Linked DNA regions of Oryctolagus cuniculus: region 2 is linked to region 1. The links are chromatin contacts, called in public Hi-C maps. All regions are on one chromosome and are shown on one strand. Each heading gives the region's core, a stretch centred on a gene start, on an enhancer-like site or on the middle of the called end of the contact. The rest is flanking DNA. Distances are from core to core; before and after follow the strand shown. Region 1 has its middle 29 kb from the start of CYP19A1. Region 2 overlaps GLDN (gliomedin).

The links. A called contact is a pair of places that touch in the nucleus more often than the background predicts.
Region 2: a Hi-C map of embryonic fibroblasts shows a contact between it and region 1, with 4 times the contacts expected there. The contact joins two enhancer-like sites. A contact is called at or near these places in 2 of 6 Hi-C or Micro-C datasets (ear pinna and embryonic fibroblasts).

Annotation. Positions count from the first base shown.
Region 1 is chr12:73,997,606-74,001,074 of mOryCun1.1, reverse strand. It overlaps a transcript of CYP19A1 not described here. Among named protein-coding and RNA genes, the nearest start is that of CYP19A1, 29 kb to the right of the region's middle. Within about 2 kb of position 1,829, at least 1 of the 8 cell types and tissues checked has an H3K27ac peak or open chromatin away from gene starts, as enhancers often do.
Region 2 is chr12:74,105,778-74,109,246 of mOryCun1.1, reverse strand. GLDN (gliomedin) reads right to left here. Exons shown (of 10, transcript XM_002717725.5): 3 at 1,318-1,335; 4 at 928-1,035. Among named protein-coding and RNA genes, the nearest start is that of GLDN, 33 kb to the right of the region's middle. Within about 2 kb of position 1,751, at least 1 of the 8 cell types and tissues checked has an H3K27ac peak or open chromatin away from gene starts, as enhancers often do.

The DNA.
Region 1 (3,469 bases), core at 580-3,079:
ACACAAAGACTTGTACTCTAACGCTCACAGTGGCTTTATATGACATAGTCAGACAACTGGGAACTGAAACGTTAAGAAGTTGGCAGGTGGGGTGGATGTTGGATACAGCAGTTAAGACGCGCCTGCGATGCCTGCGTCCTGTACTGGAGTTCCTGAGCTCCGGTTCCAGCTCCACTCCTGGTTCTGGCAGTCTGCTCATGTGCGCCCTGGGAGGCAGCAGATGATGACTTAAGTTACTTGGGTCTCATCTTGGGTTCCCACTTGGGGGACACAGGTTGAGTTCCTGGCCCCTGCCTTCAGCCTGGAGCTATTGTGGGCATTTGCGGAGTGAACCAACACATGAAAGATCTGTCTTTGCTTCTTTCTGTCTCACTGCCTTTCAAAAAAAAAAAAATGATAATCTATGGCACAATGGAATACTTCTCAGCTGTATTAAGGAACAACCTGTTGATATGTGAATGTCAACACTAATATCCTGGAATAGAAGAACCCAGACAAAAAAGGAGAGTACAGACTGTAAGATTATACTGGCATAGAATTCCAGAAAGTGCAAATGAACAGACAGTGACAGGAAGCAGGATCAGTGGTTGTCTCCGGATAGGAGTGGAGGAGGGATGGATTGCAACAGCATGATGGAGATTAAATGTTATATTGATCTTGGTGACGGTTTCATGCTATATGTTCATGTATGTTTCACCGTGTATGGTAAAACTCTTAACATCATGCACTTTAAATGTCTGAGGTCAATTATTCCTCAGTAAAGTAGTTTAGAAGGGTTGCAGGGAGATGGGTCTAATGTAGGGAATGCAACCCTGCAGTAAAGAAAGAAGATATGAAAGTGCCCATGAAGAAACCCCAGAGAGAACTGAGGCTGGCGTTCACTTTCATTTTTTAACTTATTTAGTATCTTCCTTCCCCTCAGTCTGGGGAAGGCTTGAGGGCAGGAGCACTAGCCTCCCTCGAGTGCTCCTGCCTGCTCGGCTGGGACCAACACCAGGAGGACCCTTTCCCAGGACAAGGAATCAGGGCTGGCTGGAGGCAATGAGCCAATGCAGTCACCTGTGTTCAACTCTCAGAAGGGGTTGCATTTGGAGTTTAATGTTCTGCAGTCACCATATTGAAATTCTTAATCATTTTATCTTTGAATCCCATTTCATAAGTGAAATACAATAGGACAGTAGATGCACCAGGAACTTGGACTCCTGGCTCAAACCAGGTTGTGTCTTCCACTTCTTCCCAGGATGGGTTCTGGCTGCCAGCTCCTCTGGCCAGGTGGGGATCAGGGTGGGGTGCTCCATCAGGGGACTGAGTCTCAGGGGGAGTTGCCTAGGAGGCTCTGCCTTTGTCCCATGACCATCTCTGAGTCCAAGAGGGAGAAACATTAAACAGCAAATAAAACCCACTGTGCCAGGTGCCAAGAAGAAAGACTTCAAAGGAAAGCAAAAGGCTTTGACTCCTGTTTTTTGAAGAGGGGCTCTGCATTTTCAATATGCATTAGGCTGCTCAAAATCGGAAGGTATCCCTGCACGCATTCTCTACCAGAATGCCTGGGAGATCCCAGCTACAAGCAGAGTAGTTGGTTTTTCTCCTCAATGCTTTGGACACCAACCCAGGGCAAAGACTTGACTCAATTCACTCTGTCCAGGAATAACAGAGACTGAAGACAAGTTCAGAATGTAGGGCAGCCTTGCTGTCTACGGCTGGAAATATATATTGGGGTAAAAGCAAGGAAATCCTGCCCTCATGAGCTTTTCTTCTGTATGCAGGCCTGCCTGTTTTTTGATTTCCCCTCTAGTGTGGAATAAGGGAGAAGGTACCAATTTGTTGCTTTGAAAAAAGTAACCATGACAACAGCCAAGTCCATAGAAAGAGCAGTAAAATGCACGAAGCTCACTTTCAATGCCTTCCCTTCCTGAAGGGAAGCTCCTAGTCAGACAATGATCCAGCAGGAACAAAAGCCCAAAAGGGAAGACCAGACCCAGGAAGCTGGCAGGTGCCCACAGCCCTGCACAGATTAGTGATACCTCCTTGCTTTGTCAGTTTTTGCTTCTAGCTTTCTCCACGCGGTATACAGGTCAGCTTTAGAAACCTATCCTAACAGGGTAAGAACAGATGTGAACTCTTTGTAGGAAACTCACTCTATACAACCTATTAAACTCACAGGCTTTAGAAGTCAAAGTAAACTTAGAAAGGTCCATCAAAGGTGCCAAGTCCTGATAGAAATCTGGGGCTCATCCTTAACTGCAAGAGTTGAAGAATGTCCGGCAGGAGCTTGCCCACCTCCATCCAGGTGAGGGGGGGAAATGCTGCTCTCTCTGCCATGTTGGGTGCTTCCAACCCAGTCCTCCTAGGCAGGATGAAGCAATCTAACTTGCAAGGGGCACTGACTGGGAAGGGTCTAGCGATCTGGGTTCTAAGCTCTGCCACTAATTAGTTATGAGAGGCTGCTGCATGGTTTTATAAGACCCCTGAGGACATGCCAGCATGGGTGTATATGTGGAAGTGCCTTTTAAGGACAGCAGTGTGCTGTACCCATAGTGGGACACGTGGGAGGTACATCACACACTTCTGCTCGCTCTTCTCCTAGCATGGAAGAGAAGGGTTGATTCTGGCAGCTTTTTGAGGGCAAGAGCTAAATCTTGCCTCCCCTGGATCTGGGCTACACATCTGAGAAGACTTTGGGAGAGACCACAGGCTGATTTCAAACCTTTTCATGGAGAATACCAATCATTACCCTCAATGTTGGGGAAAACTAGGTCTGCTGTGTCTCGGGCTAGCACCAGCTTGATCAGAACCAGTTGTATTCTCCAGCCCATGGCCTGGCACTGGGCTCAGTGGGCGTCAGGATTGGAAAGAAACAGAAAGAGATAAAAATAAAAAGTTCAGGTAGGTAATGGTCACAGTACAATAAACAGCTGGAGAGGGCCAGCATGGAGGCAGGTGCATGGGGAGCACCTGCCCTGTGGGAAGAGGTGGGCAGCTGCTGCTCAGGCCCAGCAGTGGCCAGATTTTCTGATGTTTTCTCAAGGGAGGCCTGAAATCTGGATGGTAAAAATACCCCCCGATTTTAAACAAATTTAAACCATGAGTCAAGACAAAGTAAGATTAGCAGGCTGAATGGGTTAATGCTACAACTCCAGTTAGGAATATGAAGTCAAAGAGTGATGCAGCCCTTTGCCCAGGTTGGCACAGAGAACCCTGAGCAGAAGCAAGACCCCAGAAGGTCCTTGCTCAGCAACCCACCTACCACCTCAGCCTTGGTTTCTCACTTCAGGCTCAAGAGACTGACAACTACCACTCATCCCTTTCCCCCAAGCTGTTATCATGGCCAACCCCTGCCTACTTCTATAGGGTCTGGGCTTTGAAACTCAAAAGCCAGAAATATCCCTGACCCGCTTCCCCCATGCCCCCCTACACACCTCTGCGTTCTGCTTCCCCGAGGCCATGAAAAACGCTCAGTGAGCTTTCC
Region 2 (3,469 bases), core at 502-3,001, 110 kb before region 1:
TATCTTGGTATGAGCTAATCTGTTTCCTGCACCAGCCACTCTCCCCAGGCATCTTGCACAAGCCCTCAACATTGTCTCCATTCCCTGTCTCCTCCTCCCCTATGGAAAAGGAGGGGACAGAAGCTTGTGGACGGTGCGGGTGCGGGGACACCACCTGGGCTGTGGCCTGGGCACGGCCTTTCTCCTGCTTGGACTGTCTTTGTTTATCCCAGCAAAGTTGTGCGGGTGGAGGAGAGATTTCCATTCGTCCCTGCTCTGGGAACACAAACAGGAAAGCTGTGCCTGGTGGCATAGGGACTTGCAACTAAAAGTCATCTCTTCCTGCCCTTAGCAGTGGCCCTGACTGGCTAAGAGCAGGGCTTTCCTAGAAGGGCCCCCGAGGGGTCTCTCACCACGCAGGTGCCACGTTCTTTGGGTGAGGTTGCTTGGGGCTTCTCTGTGTAACCCTGCCCCTCTCATGGCCTTTCTGTTTCGACACTGGGAGCTGTTCCTGCAGCCAGCGACACCTTCCCAGGGCTGACATTAGCCGCTGAACTTCAACCAGGCTAGGACTCGCTGGGGAGGAGCAGGCGAGAGTGGGCAAGGCAGGTGCTGAACCTTGAGAGAACGTGGGGCTTCGGCAGTGACGGCTGCCCAGGGCCCATCAGGGCTTCCCAGGGCTGCCTGCTCCTGCTCTCCCACCTCTCCACCTGCATCAGAGCGAGCAGAGCTGGAAATCTGTTCCCAGCGAGACAGATTTTCCGGCGTCACGTACACATTCGTCAGGGATGGGCTGAAAAGTACGCCCTTGGTGAGCCAGGACGGCCTGGCTCCCAGGCAAGCCTGGAGAAGCAGCAGCTCACTCCGCTGTGCCCCGCTGTAGCCCATCCCACATGAAGCCACTGAGACAAGCCACAAAGAAGCTAATTAGAAGAGCTGCCAAAATACCCATTTTCCCTCTTTTCCCGTTGGCTCCTTTTTCTCCTTTTGGGCCCTGGGGGCCAGGCTGTCCATCAGATCCGTTGTGCCCTGGTAAGCCACCGATTCCCGGAGGTCCTGCAGCAAGACACGGGACAGGAACATTTTAGAAACATCCGCACCTGTGCCTTTTCTGCACCCTCTTCTGCATCTTCCCTCCTTCTCTGGAAGCAGAGATGGGGATGGGATGGTGATGACAGGCTCTCAAGTGAGAGGAGCCGAGAGAGAGAAAAGGACGTAGCCAGGGCTGCCAACACACCCCTCCTCTCTTCCTCCCCTTCCCCTGTCCCTGCAGTGGAATCCTAGGGACCCAGCCACCTAAAGCCTCCCCTTGAAGTAGGAAAGTCCAGGGGCTCTTACCTGGGGGGCCGGGAGGTCCTACAACAGAAAAAGAAATGCAGATGATAAACCACAGCGGAATAGAGAAGCCAGCACCGCAGCCACCGAAGAGCACCCTCCCCCTTCCGAATGCCCCAGTCACCCGCTGACCCTGAGAAACCGATCCCGGGCCTTTTATCTAGAACTCATTATATCAGCCCCAAAGACCCTGAACAACAAACTGGCATAGACTCATATGCCAAGCAAACCACTTTGGCGTTAGCTTCAATGCACCGAGAATAGCTACTGAGCTGGCTTCACCATAGATGCATCTATTAATCATCTCTCGAGCCATCAATCTAATCAGTGCCAATGAATGCAAGACAAGGCCCTGGTGCAGCCCGGGCACAGGGGTGTCAGCCCAGGACAGTGCTGTCCAGCCCGCTGAGGGGAACTGTTGATGCTGGCTCGGGGAATCTCTGCTGTTGCTTGAAGCAGCCAAGGAAAGCTGCGAGCTCAGGTCGGGTAACAGATACCTCCCCTTAGTGGGTCAGTCCCCGGGAAGCTAAGAGGATAGATGAATCATTTACAGACAGCCTAGCAAAAGGACTGTGCTTCTGCAGAGGCGTGTCCTACTGTGGACCATTCTGCTTGAGCACTCAGACAAGTTAACGAGATTGTAACCTGAGCAACTGAGTTTCTTCCATTTCTCCAGCCCACAGCCTGGCTCCCTGAGCCCCTGGCGGAAGCAGAACTATCTAGAAGATTCACCCAAACTCCATTGCACTTAGTGGAATGAGAGATAAGCGTTCGCTGGGTGAGGCCACTGAGGTTTTGTGGTTTGGTCGGCACCAAAGTTTGGCCTAACTCATCTTGACAGATACTCCCTCTAACAATAATGTTTAATACCTTTTCCCTGCCCCTCCCCCACACCCTGGCTTTTCTTCTCAAGTAAGCTCTAGTGGGCTTCTACTACTAGCAGCCAGAAGAGTCTTAATTCAGATAGGAAATACAGGCTCCGCAGCTGTGGGGTGGAAGTGATAGAGACAAGCATGAGGGCACTGGCCAGTGGCCAACGTAGCAGGCCCCTGAGCACCGGGCTCTTCCCACAGTGGCCATGCAGAATCAAGGGGAAGCGACTCACCCCCGAGGACCTCCAGTCTCCCCCCTCTCTCCCCCGGAGCCTCCCTTGTGACCCACGGATGCTGTTGAATGGGCACTCTCGAAACCAAGGCACCTGCTTAGCCCAGCAGCGACCAGGGAGGCAGAGGCTACGCATTTCCCAAATTCTTCTGATGGAAGAAACGAGGAAGCCAAACCAAGCCAAATGCGACACTTGGGAAAGCCAGGCCTGGCTCTGCTGTCTTAGACTGAGCTAGCGAACGATGCAGCTCCATAAACTCGAGGCTGCCAGTCTGGAGGTCTGGTCCTGACTCTTCTTCTCCCCCTCCTCCTCCTCCTCCCCCCTAGCCAGGACTTGGCCTTCACGCCAACACCAGCTTCAGGGCTAGACAGGGGCTCAGGCCCAAAGGCGCGTGGTGCCCCCTCCTTTCCTACGAGAGTTAGGCGTGCTCTGTAAGATGACCTGAGCAGCTCTCACGCTTGGAGGCTGATTCTCCCAACACTAAAGCAATCAGCTAGCTTTGGTGGGTGCCTTTAGCTGAGCAGAAACACAATCAGCCCCCAGAGCGGTTTCTACGTGTGGCCGCCGTGTTTATTTCCCAGTGTCGCACTGGCTGCAGCTTTGTGGCCTCAGCCCTACCCCCTGTGCACTGGTACACCTGGCACAGGGCCAACCACCAGCTGTTGGGCTAGTGGCAGGCACCTGACTTGGAAAGGCATCTTTGCTCACACATCCCCAGTACACTGCAGCTTCAGCTCAGTCCCATTCACTGGGGGATTTCAACTTCAAACAATAACCATGGGAGCCTTAAGAAATGACAAAAGGGGTGGCAGACAGGTTTTCTTTCAGGTGCCCACTCCAAGCAATGAGTCATGGCTTTCTGGAAGACTAGAGAAGAATGCCACGAGGCCAGGCTCCGCAGTAACTGGGATCCACATGAAGTTGGCCTGTGCAGGGTGTTAGGAAACTGGTGCAGTTTTAGCCAGGTGGCCGGCCACAAGGCCCAGCTACCTGAGCCAGGCTCCACCCCCATCCTAATGGGATTCGCTGCTCCTGCTTCCCTGGCAGCCC